Regions from separate parts of the Sus scrofa genome. Here region 1 is linked to region 2. A link is a contact called in public HiChIP or PLAC-seq data. All regions are on one chromosome and are shown on one strand. The core of a region is the stretch at or near the end of the contact, and the rest is flanking DNA. Distances in the headings are between cores, read along the strand shown.

Evidence for each region. HiChIP or PLAC-seq counts read pairs in DNA pulled down with a chosen protein or histone mark.
Region 1: an H3K27ac HiChIP or PLAC-seq map of alveolar macrophages shows a contact between it and region 2. The contact joins the promoter of TCTA here to the promoter of KLHDC8B in region 2. A contact is called at or near these places in 1 of 5 promoter capture datasets (liver), 1 of 47 Hi-C or Micro-C datasets (embryonic fibroblasts) and 1 of 2 datasets of contacts at active chromatin or transcription factors (alveolar macrophages).

Annotation. Positions count from the first base shown.
Region 1 is chr13:31,989,236-31,995,301 of Sscrofa11.1, forward strand. It overlaps TCTA (T-cell leukemia translocation-altered gene protein), which reads left to right and starts at 2,173. Exons shown (of 3, transcript XM_021068739.1): 1 at 2,173-2,600; 2 at 2,948-3,002; 3 at 4,675-6,039. The coding sequence starts at 2,378. The coding sequence ends at 4,717. It overlaps RHOA (ras homolog family member A), which reads right to left and starts at 1,972. Exons shown (of 6, transcript NM_001244437.1): 1 at 1,778-1,972.
Region 2 is chr13:31,772,721-31,778,356 of Sscrofa11.1, forward strand. KLHDC8B (kelch domain-containing protein 8B) reads left to right here and starts at 2,619. Exons shown (of 6, transcript XM_013981665.2): 1 at 2,619-2,862; 2 at 4,018-4,522; 3 at 5,584-5,636. The coding sequence starts at 4,147.

The DNA of each region.
Region 1 (6,066 bases), core at 923-3,422, 220 kb after region 2:
CCAAAACACCTAAAGCCATGACCTAGGCCAGGCAGAGACTCTGCATATTCATTTACCTATTTCAATCAACTGCTGTAGAACCATCCAGTTACAGAAAACAGAGCAAAAGCTAAAAAACATTTGTTTGTGAAATATTCCTGATTCTCTCAATGTATATAAAATCAGCAATATATAATAGGAGAAACACTATAATAAGTTGAAAGCACTGAATTTTAGCTGACTCTAAGCAAGCTGTTTAGGAGTACATAAAGAAGATCTTAGAGTGAAAATAGTTCTGGCTGGCACCTGACTATAGACATATGACCTTGAGAAATTTACTGAAGACTGTCGGACTCAGTTTCTCATCTGCAAATGGAGTTGGACTACAAGTCCTGAAGATTTCTTTCACGTCTAAAATTCTTGATCAATGAAAACGTCTTCCCTTTAATACAGATTTTTATGAGAACGGAAGCTATGAGTCTAGGATTAATCTTTACTAAAATCAAGTTCCATCTGATATTTTATGTTCCCAAGGGCCACCAGTGCTCTACAAAAATTAGATGGAACTACTCAAGACAATTTATCAAAAGAGATCCTTCACTAAGTTACCCTTTATAATTAAAAGCTAATCTTTTATCTTCACCCCAAACAATGTCACTTGTGCCAAATGCTCAAAACAACATCTCTCCCAATTTAGTCATGTCTAAAGTGACAATCATGCAATGGTACAAATGCATTACACATCTGGATGTGTGACACAAGGTGGCTGACAAATTCTCACCACATACAACATTTAAAAGAATTTTTTAAAGTATTTTTCCCCTTCAGGTCTGGCAGGAATATAATCTGATTACACACCTGCAAGGGACATTTACTTCAAAAGACTGTCTTAAATACAAAGAGAACCAAACAAGTTACCAACAGAGGTAAAAACTTTTTATCAGGACCATTATGAAACACAAGGGAAACCAACTTTAAGTAAAAAGGATGCCAATTTTCCATCATTAACTACTAATCATGGTTTTGAACAAATCGAGTGCAAATAGTGCTATTTAATGAACATGTAACTGGATCCAACTGGACAGATGTTTAGGTGATTCCTAATCAAGGTAATAACTCAGACTAAGAAAAATTGCAAATTAATACTATATTTTTATGCTACATAGTTTAATCAGGAAAAATATCCCCTTCAATTGGAAAATTCCCTTCTTCCAATATCGAAGAATCCTAACCCCTAGGATTTCAACACTGTTTTACTTAACACAATCTCAAAGAATACTGCATTAAAAAGGAAAATACCCAAAACGTAACTGGACTTCACCAAGTATAAAACGGTGATTCATGTTTCATACTAAATGTAAAAGCCAAAATGGAGTTGTAAAGAGTTTCTTTCCCATTTCAACTCCGATAGCCAAGCACGCTTCCCAGCGGCCGGCTGCCCCCCGGGTCGTGGGGCCAGTCTCACAACCCCCGCCCTGCCCCGCGCAGCCCTAAGAGAGGAAGCGCCCGGGACCGCGGGGCGGGCAGGCGGCTAGGGCTCCACCAGGCCTGGCCGGGCGGGGGAAGGGGCGCGGGAGGCCGCGGGGCGCGCTTCCGGGGACCGCGCGGGCGGGGCCGCCGCTTTGGGAAGAGGAGCCCGGCTACTGGGCCCCGAGTTAGGGTCAGGGGACAGGGTCCTGGGGCTCCCGGCCGAGAGCAGCAGGTGGGGCGCGGCCGCGGCGGGGCGGCGGCTGGCGGGCGGCCGGAAGAGTGCCGGGCGGGCGGGCCCGGGACGCCAGGAGGGAACCCTCTCGCTCACCTAAGGCGACGACTCCAAGGCCGGCTTCTCCGCGCCGAGAACGCCTGTCCGCGAGTCGCGAGCTCGAAGACTACGGCGGGTGGCTGTGGAGGTGGCGGTGGACTAACGAGAGAACCGACGGAGAGCGACGGGCGGGGAGCGCGAGAGAGCAAGAGCGGGCGGCGACGGCGGCGGGAGGGCGGGGAGCGACGTGCGCGCCCCCGAGTGCCCAGCGGGCTCGAGCCGGCCCCGGTCGCGGCCCCGCGCACGCGCGCGCACTCAGGGCTCAGCCACGATTGCTCAGGAGCGCGTCCACACCCTAAAAGCAAGACGCTTAACCAATCATTGCAGCCGCGTGGTGCATCACGGGAACTCTGGGGCTATAAAAGAGCTGGTTGCTATTTTATACTCCTCGAGTCACTCATCCTTTAAGCAGGGTGGGGCTTGGTGCGCGTGCGCGGTTTTACTGCTCCGCCCCAACTGCCAACTCTGCGCGCAGGCGAGGTAGGCGCTCCATGCCTCGGTTTACGCGTGCGCATTATTGAGTCTGGCTCCGGAAGACCGGACGCTTGCGCAGTGGGGACTACGGTGACAGTCCCCTGGGTCCGCCACCGGCCAGTCATGGCGGAGCCTTGGTCGGGGCAGTCCTTGCAGGTTCTGCCGGCCACGGTGCTGGGCGCGCTGGGCGCCCTCGGCAGCGAGTTCCTGCGGGAGTGGGAGGCTCAGGACATGCGCGTGACCCTCTTCAAGTTGCTGCTGCTTTGGTTGGTGTTAAGTCTCCTGAGCATCCAGCTGGCGTGGGGGTTCTACGGGAGTACGGTGACCGGGCTGTATCACCGCCCAGGTGAGGCTCCCCACCAACTTCCGTGGACCGGCCACCCTCTTCCCGCACTGACTGTACCTTCGGGTTCCCCGAACCCTCCCCCCCAGATTACCACTGGTGCCCTGAGAACCTAATGACAACGCTGTATCCTGACCCATGTCAACATAGCATTTCATGCCAGTAACCCCACCAGTCCACCCATGATATATAATTTCCCTTGCACTCTCATCAGACAATACCACAAGTTCTTTAGGGCCTCCACCACACTCTCCAACAAATACCACTGGCCTCTAACCTGACCTGGGCTGATGCCTGCTCAGATACCCACCCCCAGCCTGTTGCAGCTCTGGATGTGTTCCTGCCCCCAGGTCTGGGCAGCCAGAACGGATCCACACCTGATGGCTCCACGCATTTCTCGTCCTGGTGAGTAAATCTCTTCCCACTTTAACCCCATGCTTGGCACATAGAGGCCACTCCTGAGCTGAGGATAGGGGAGGGGAGTTCTCAGGGTAGGAGTCCACCAGCTTAGTGGCCTTTGCAGTAAACTCCAAGGTCTCTAACTAGAGCTCAAGCTGTAAGTGACACTGATGTCTAAACAACCCATCATTATGTTGTTCAGTAACCTGTGGGGCAGGTGACATTATTGTCACAATTTCAGAGATGAAGGGGCAAGCCTGTTGGATTCCAGTCCACCATAAGCCCCTAATTTGGAAAAACAGGAGCCTCTGTCCTTAGTGCGCTGACTGGCCTCCTCAGGATCAGCCTCCTCATCTGTAAAACATGAACTCACTAATCAGTGCATTCATTCAGCTGATCTCTGAGCTCCTAGTACATGGCAGGGGCCACGCTAGATCTAGAGAATAAGAACATCCCAGGCCCTACTCACAGGGGGAGCCAGAGGTTTAAAAGGGGAGGGAAGCAATGCAGAGGCAAGGGCCATCATAGCAGGTGACTCCTAAGGCAGACACCTGAAGGCAAAGTCTAGGGGGTAGTAAAGTATACCAAGCAAAGAGAATGGATAGAACAAGACCCAAAGACAAGAGCAGGATGACATATTGGAAGGATAGACAAGGCTGTGCCACTGGAACTCAAACAAGAAGGCATGGAGGGGAGTTCCCTTGTGGTGCAGTAGGTTAAGGATCTGCAGCAGCTCCAGTCATTGCTATCTCCTGGGTTAAATCCCTGGCCTAGGAACTTCGACATGCTGCAGATTAAAAAAAAAAAAAAAAAAAGTCAGAGTTCCTATCCTGGGCAGCGGAAAGGAATCCAACTAGGAACCATGAAGTTGCAGGTTCGATCCCTGGCCTCCCTCACTGGGTTAAGGATCTGTCGTTGCCGTGAGCTGTGGTGTAGGTCGCAGACGTGGCTTGGATTTGGCATTGCTGTGGCTCTGGTGCAGGCTGGCAGCTGTAGCTCCAACTAGACCCCTAGCCTGGGAACCTCCATATGCCACAGGTGCGGCCCTAAAGACAAAAGACAAAAAAAAGAAAAAAGAAGTAGTCATGGGACTTTCTGCCGTAGCACAGTGGGATCAGCAGCATCTTGGGAGTGCTGCAATGCAGGTTCTATCCCTAGCCTAACACAGTGAGTTAAGGATCTGGCATTGCCACAGCTGCAGCTAAGGTCGCAACTGTGGCTCAGATCTGATCCCTGGCCTAGGAACTCCATATGCCACAGGACAGCCAAGAAAAAGAAGGCATGGAGGGACCTGCAACACCCTATCTATCCCAGGTCTCAGGGAACTATTGAGGAACTCAGCAAAGCCATGGCCTAATCTAATTTGCCTTTATAAATACCTACTTCATGGCAAATAGATAAAGAGGTCCTAAAGAGAGGGGCAAGAAGCCAGTTAAGAGGACTGCCACTGCCCAGGTTTCTATCCCTGTCAACTGGGGAAGAATGGGAGCACCATTCACAAGGTGAAGGAGGAAGAATGAGTGCAGGGGAAAGGTAGTGGACCCAGTGTGGGCTCTAGAACTTCAGCAGAGAGGTTTAGATTATAGTGTGACCTTACTGAGCCCACCTCAGCCCCCAAAAGGGGACTGTTGTGCTGCCAATGGAATAACCCCTTTTCTCTTCTCTCCATCACTTTCAGGGAAACAGCAGCAAATGAACCTCTCAAAACCCACAGAGAATAAGGGAAGGCAGCAAGAGGGGTCTCCAGGGACATCACCGGTTCTGCTACTGCCCAGACCCCAGGGACGACTGCAGAGGAGTAGGGGTTGGGGGGCGGGGGGTACCCCAGTGCTGGCAGGCCTAGGCCTCCCCTGCCCTTGGCCTTGCCTCCAGCAGCCCCAAGCCAGTAATTTGCCTCTACCTTTAGCTGGGTGCCTTAAGGAAAGGCATAATCCTCCTCTTTCAGGGGTCAACTCAGAAGCCTCTGGGTTGGGATGACTAACAGTCCATTTTCTGTCTTGACTTTTTCCTGGTCCTCTTCCCATCCCCTTGGGATGTGACCCCATAGAGATTTGTTCTTCTGAGAAGAAGCCTGAGGTTGACCAACTCAGATTTGTAAGGCAAGTCTCTTTTCTCCTAAGTCCTGGGTTTTCCTAAATTTCTTTGGTTTTGCTTTGTTGGCAGGGGGCCAGGGAATCCTGGCCTGGACACAGCTTTATACTTTATGGTTACTTAGCTGGCCATCCAAGTACAAGGCAGGGGGCAGCTGGCACTCTCTACCCATGGAGAACATTGACCTCCCTTCGCCCATCCTGAGCTCTCCAGGTGGGAGGTGGGCAATGGAAGTTGTCTTTTCCCAAGCATATTCTTTTCAGTCTCTCCCGGAAGGAAGCCAGGTGCCTGAAGGAGGCTGAGTTCCCAAGGATGAGCCTCCATGCCCACTGCTTAAGTGCCCATGGGGTTGTGGATCTGTACCCTGCCCCTCACAAGGAGGTACTAAGGAGTTAGTGCAGAGAGGCCCCATCATGCCCTGTAGCCTCACCACTTCCCATCTTGACCTGGAACCACAGCTTCATCCCAGAAGCCCACAGTCTCAGCTCCTCCCCACTAGCACCACCTCAGCTCCCAAGAATTCTCAACAGGGAAGAGCCACAGGGTAGGCAGGCCTACCACTTCCAGAGTGGGCCAAGGGAGCATCCAAAGGTATAAGTGGAACGCCAATTCCTGAAAGCAGTGTGGCCCGAGACCTGTCTCCTTCCCTGATGGTCATATTTCTTCCTGCTTCTGCTGGGCCACCAGCTACCTCAGTGTCCCACTGCCTGCTTCCTCTTTGTTAAATGTCACATTTCCAGCTGGCAGCCTTTGCCTAGGCCATCTTTGCAGAGTGCACTGGGGTAGAACTATGCTGAGCTCATGCACATGTACTCTGAAATATGTTCTAGCTGGTGGGATAATGCTTTTGTAGTCCCAGGCCCACCCACTAACGACACCACACTCAGCATCAGGGTCTCATATTTCACCCCAGGCTCAACTGAGGATGTGGCTTATTAAACATGGAAGTGCATCAGCTGTGTGGTTATTCAGACAGGAC
Region 2 (5,636 bases), core at 1,369-3,868:
GAAAAGAAAGAAAGAAAGAAAGAAAAGAGGGAGTTCCCATCGTGGTGCAGCAGAAGCAAATCCGACTAGGAACCATGAGGTTATGGATTCAAACCCTGGGCTCGCTCAGTGGGCTAAGGATCCAGCGTTGCCATGAGCTGTGATATAGGTCGCAGATGCGGCTCAGATCCGGAGTTGCTGTGGCTATGGTGTAGGCTGGAAGCTGTAGCTCCAATTAGACCCCAACCTGGGAAACTCCATATGCCACCAGTGTGGCCCTACAAAAGACAAAAAAGAAAAAAAAATGCAAAACTATCTTGCTCCTCTGGGGTCAATGCTCCCAGCCCTGGGTCTTGGAATAGAGAAGGGAAAGGTGGGGTCTCAGAGGCCAGAGTGTCAGGGGGTGCAATCAGGAAGTCCTCACCTTCACACTCACAGTCCCCAACTGTGGATGAGCTCCATCTCTGGTTAAGGATTAGCTTTTTACTCTTAGGACCAGTTCAGCCTTACCTTCTGACCCAGCTATCTTCCACAGCTTCTCCAGAGCCAGCGGTGTTGGCCACCTTTGTGCAGATGGGGCCAGGTGCTATTTAAACAGAAGCTACTTCCATGAAGATACAGGGCCCAGCCTGCAGGGATGGCATAGACCTAGATGTGTCCTGGAAAGTGGATACCTCTTTGGTGATGTCCAGCCTAGAGGTCAGTGCAAAATGGAGGACCAGGAAGAGAAGGTCCATCCTTAGTCTGTGTCCCTTCCAGACATTAGAACTAGGGGGATGGCAGGGGTTAGGGGAAATGGTTTAAGGTACCTAGCTCCCTGAGGAGAGGATGATCCTTCTACCTCTTGGTACCCAGTATGTCCCAGATGGAACTCTCTGGAATTATTCATCAGGGCCAACTCTGACTTGATCTGGACTTTGGTGGATGCTGACCCTATGGTGTAACTGGGATCAGATGGAATAAGGGTGAAGAGACCACAGGGTTATCCCAGGATCCAGCCCTTGCTCTCCATTTGGAACCTTTATAGCCCTTTTATAACCCATATCCACCTTACCAGAGAGTTCTGATGGAGTTCTAGATGTGAGGCAAGTGGCCTAGGAGGAAGAACCCCAGAAAGGAGTCTGTGTGCCAGAGAAAAGCCAAGGCTGGGTCTTGAGGAACCACTTCATGGGGAGGAGAGGAAGCAGGGCCTGTACAAGACTCTGAGAGGCAGAACAAGCAGCAGGAGGAAGCCAAAGTCACAAGGGGTGAGGCTTTGAAAATACCAGCAAGATTTCAGTTAAGGCAAAGACCAAATAGCCCCCCTAATTTTAGCTATATAATGTTCCAACGTTGGTGAGACCAAGTTTGGGGGAGCAATGGCAGCAGATATAAGATAGCAGATATCAAGGCAGTGGACCTTGCGAGAGAGGATACTTCAAGAGTTTTATTGGAGTTGAAGAAGGGGACACTGGAGGGTTTTGGGGTACTGGGAGGTATCCAAAGGTAGGAGACTCTTATGAGATTCATTTTATGTCATGGAAAGGAGAGGGGAGGGACCTGGAAAGGGAATAGTGGGAAATGTAAGGGGGTCTGCAGGGCAGTGATATCCTATGGAGGAAGGTACCAGTGCCCTAAGTGAGGAGCATGGTGAGGGCAGAGTGGAGTGGGAGGTTGGATGCCTTCTAGCCAGTATTAGCAACTGGCCTTGGCACCATTTCCATGCAGGCCCTCCAACACCAACTGCCAGCCTCTGAAAGGGACTGAAGACTCTCTCTCTGGACATGGAGAAGGCTCTGCCCACACTCTAGGCTGGCCGGAAGTCAGCCAGGCTAGGATACCCATGCCACCAAGCTGCTCTAAACCCATGAATGCTGTAGATTTGAGAATTAATACCTTAGCAACCCTTGCTCTGATGGGAACAGTAATGTGATGCCCTTGTTCTATACTGGCTCCCAGAGTCCCCAGCAGGATTTGGTGCCAGTTGCCCACAGTGGGAACTTGCTTTGTGACACACCCTTTATTGGCTGCTTTCCCTGTCTTCTGCCACACCTCTGCAGGTGCTTCCTGTCCTCATCTCCCACATTAACTATATGCACATGTACCTCAGTCACCAGTTATGGGGAGAGTGAGGCAGACACTGTCCATTAAAGAGAAACAAGATGGTAGTAAGCACAACCATGAGGACCTCTTCTTATAGGTGACCAGTGACCTCTATGAATGGTCCCTCAGCTCACAGACCAAGCCAATACTCTTAATGCTCATAAGATAGGATGAGCCAGGGTCTGGGTGTGAGGTAGGTCGGCCTCTGTCACATTAACTAGCCCAGGCCTCAGGCCTTACAGAATAAGGGCAGAATGACCTGCTTGGGAGGTCCCTGGCCTCTGACTCTTCCTCTCCGAAAATTACCCTCTCCGAAAAAACTGCCCCCACCCACGGCTGTGGAAGAACTTTTCAGGTACTAATGCCGGCCCTGTCTGCTCCTCCACCCTCTGCTAGCCTCAATGTGCACCACAGAATCTGTTCTGTGCCCTGGTCCATGCTTTGGGAACGGCGACCCAGCCGCAACCCCCACCAGAGGCCCAGGCCATATCCTAAGAAGCCTCCAGGGGGCGCCACCACGAAGCCTGTCTTTGGGCTCCTTTGAGCGCAGTGACGGTGGGCGGGTGCCAGCCCCACAAGCCCCCAGGTTCCGCTGGCCCGCCCCTTCACCGGTGTGCCTAGGCTGGGTCCTCTCTGAACGGCCCCTAACGTACACGTGTCGTGTTCTCCACCGGTGCTTCCTTTCTCCACCTGCCCGAGGTCGCCCCCAAATCCTGGCCAGGCCCAGTATCCACGTGTCCGTCTGTCTGTTCACCCGTTTGCGTGACCATGGGTCGGCGCGCCCGGCTCCGGCCACGGCAGGTGCAGGGTTAAAGCGGAATGGGTTGAGGGGGGCAGGTTTTCTCGAGTCGGGAGGGGGGACGAGAGGCGGACCCCATCCAGCCCCGCCCCGCGCCGGAGCAGAGCAGGAGCAGAGCCCGAGCCCCGCCGGAGCCCGGCCTCAGCCCCAGCCAGAGCCCGCACCAGCGTAGCCGGAACCGCGGACCCTGCGCCCCGGCGGCGCCGGAGCCCCGGCCGGTGAGTCCCGCGGGAGCCGCGCTCAGGGGAAGTTTGGGGCGCGGGGTGTGGAGCCCCAAACGCGCTCGCCCGGACCCGGCCTCCGCCCCTTTCGCGTGCTGGAAGTTTGCGGCCCGGAGGGCCTCGCGCCCTGGGGTCCCAGGAGCGTGGCCCTCGCGGGAATGGATAAGCTGGGGAACTTCGACATCTGCTGTGAAGTCCAGCTGCCCATTTCTGGTGGAAACACCCTGGACTCTGGGAACCTGGAGTCCAGTACTCATGGGATCCCAAAATCAATCCCCCCCTCCCCCCTGCCTTCTGTACCCGGAGAAGGCTGGCCCCTGGGGACCTGGCTTAGACAAACCCCTGAGGGTAGACCTCGAGGGGAAATGTGGGACTCTGGCCTCCAGCCCAACCCCTCCCAGTCCCAAACACCCTTTTTCTGGTAGGAATGGATAAACTCTATTGTACCCTCCACCCCCCTGGCTTCCAAAGGGTTTGTAAGGATACCCTGGAGTCTGATCTCTGGCAGCAGATGGGAGACCCTAATGGCTGCCCAGAGCACACTGGAAGCCAGTAAGGGGGAAGGTACAGTACAACTCCACTGATGCAGAGCACCAAGGTGAGGATTTTTGAGGGGAAGGGAAGAGGGCTAGGGTGGAAAGTCCTATCCTAGCCATCTTACCTCCCACCTAGACCTAGATTCAACTGGGGAATAACTAGGTGAGGGCAGGGGATGGGAGGAGACTCCCTCAAGACCCATAGGAAGTGGGGAAGTTGCCTGGGTAACTGGGAGATGACCTTTCTTCCCACTCTGGAGAGCCTCCACAGCAGTGTGCTAGCCAGTGCAGGTGGGTCCTCCCCCTGCTTTTCCCACCAGCAGTTTTGGGCCAGGCTGCTCATCTGTACCCTGAAGGGCTGTCAATGGCTCTGACCCTTTGTTTTTCCTCTCTCCTCTAGGTGAAAGTCCTTGAACTGGCCCCACGCTCTCTTGTAGCCCCAGTAGAGTCAATATGGGGCCCCATCATGCCCCTCAGTGAAGCCTGCAGCTTGAGCAGATAGCATGGCCTGCCACTGGGGGTGAACACCATGGCTACAGGAGGTGGCCGGGCCTTTGCTTGGCAGGTGTTCCCATCCATGCCCACCTGCCGGGTATATGGTACAGTGGCATTCCAGGATGGGCACCTGCTAGTTCTAGGGGGCTGTGGCCGGACTGGACTGCCTCTGGACACTGCAGAGACACTGGACATGGCCTCACATACTTGGCTGGCACTGGCGCCCCTGCCCACTGCTCGGGCAGGCGCAGCTGCTGTGGTACTGGGCAAGCAGGTGCTAGTGGTGGGTGGAGTGGATGAGGCCCAGAGCCCAGTAGCTGCTGTAGAGGCCTTCCTGGCTGATGAGGGCCGCTGGGAGCGTCGGGCCACCCTCCCTCAGGCAGCCATGGGGGTTGCGACTATGGAAAGAGGTGAGTGGTCTCCAGAGAAAAGTCCCTTAGGTGCCCCACACCCTTTATTCTTTGCTGACTTGGTCCCTTACCTTCAGAGATTGAGCAAGAACTGTAAATTTTGCCTGGGCGCCCTAGCCATGGCTTTGCTTCCTGTATCCTTCTCATTTAGCTCTGAGCTTGGCTAACAGCAGCCTTAACTGCCTTTTCCAGCTGTGAGGTGGGAGACAGAGCCCAGGCTAGCTGCCAGCATAATGAAAGGCCCAAGCCACCTCCCTGCCCCATTCCCCCTAAGACACAAGGAGGGGTGGCCCAATGATTCCCACAGTTATAAATAGTTTGAGAGAGGGGGAGGGTAGCAGGGCTTTGGCTCTGAGCCCAGCAAGTGCTTAAATTCCTCAGCCACACACACAAACCAGGGAGCCTGAGATGGACAAAGGCCAAGCTGGCCTGAAGGCAGTTGCTAGGAACTGACTAGTTCATCTCCCCAAGGCCCTCAGACATGCCCCCGGCCAACTCTGAGAGTATAAGAGGACAAGAACCTACTTGAGTGAAAGGGCAGGGTGCAGAGGTGCTGGCAGGGTTCCTGGGCAAAAGGCTTGTGGACAACACCCCCATCCTGCAAGCCCAAGCCCCTTTCCTAGCTCCCTAGCTGACCCCCAGAGCCCTCTCCCCCGTCCGCACTTCATGTTGAACAGATCTCCATATTGCCCCCACCCTTGGTTTAAACCATCCTCCACTCTCCTTTCCCCATGAGAGTCCCCACCTTGTGGCCTCCAGGTCTGACCACCGGTCCTGCTTGGATGCCAGACTTGGTTGCCATAGCGTCTCCAGGGAGACGGAGACGGATTATAATTAGATCAGCAGTCTCCTGCTCTTCACTTGGAGGGGCCCTGGTCAGAGTGGAAATCCTAGCTTTCCCAGCCCCCATTCCAGGCAGGCAGGAGAGTTTCTGCCATTAGGGAGGGGTACCATAAGCACATAGGTCCTAAGCCACCCTCCCAGGACTGATCAGGGCATTTGTCAGAGTGGGGTGCTGTGGCCAGGCCGGGGTATAGTTTCTATTGCTCTTTCCCATGCAGATGGTATGGTGTATGCACTGGGGGGAATGGGCCCTGACACGGCCCCCCAGGCC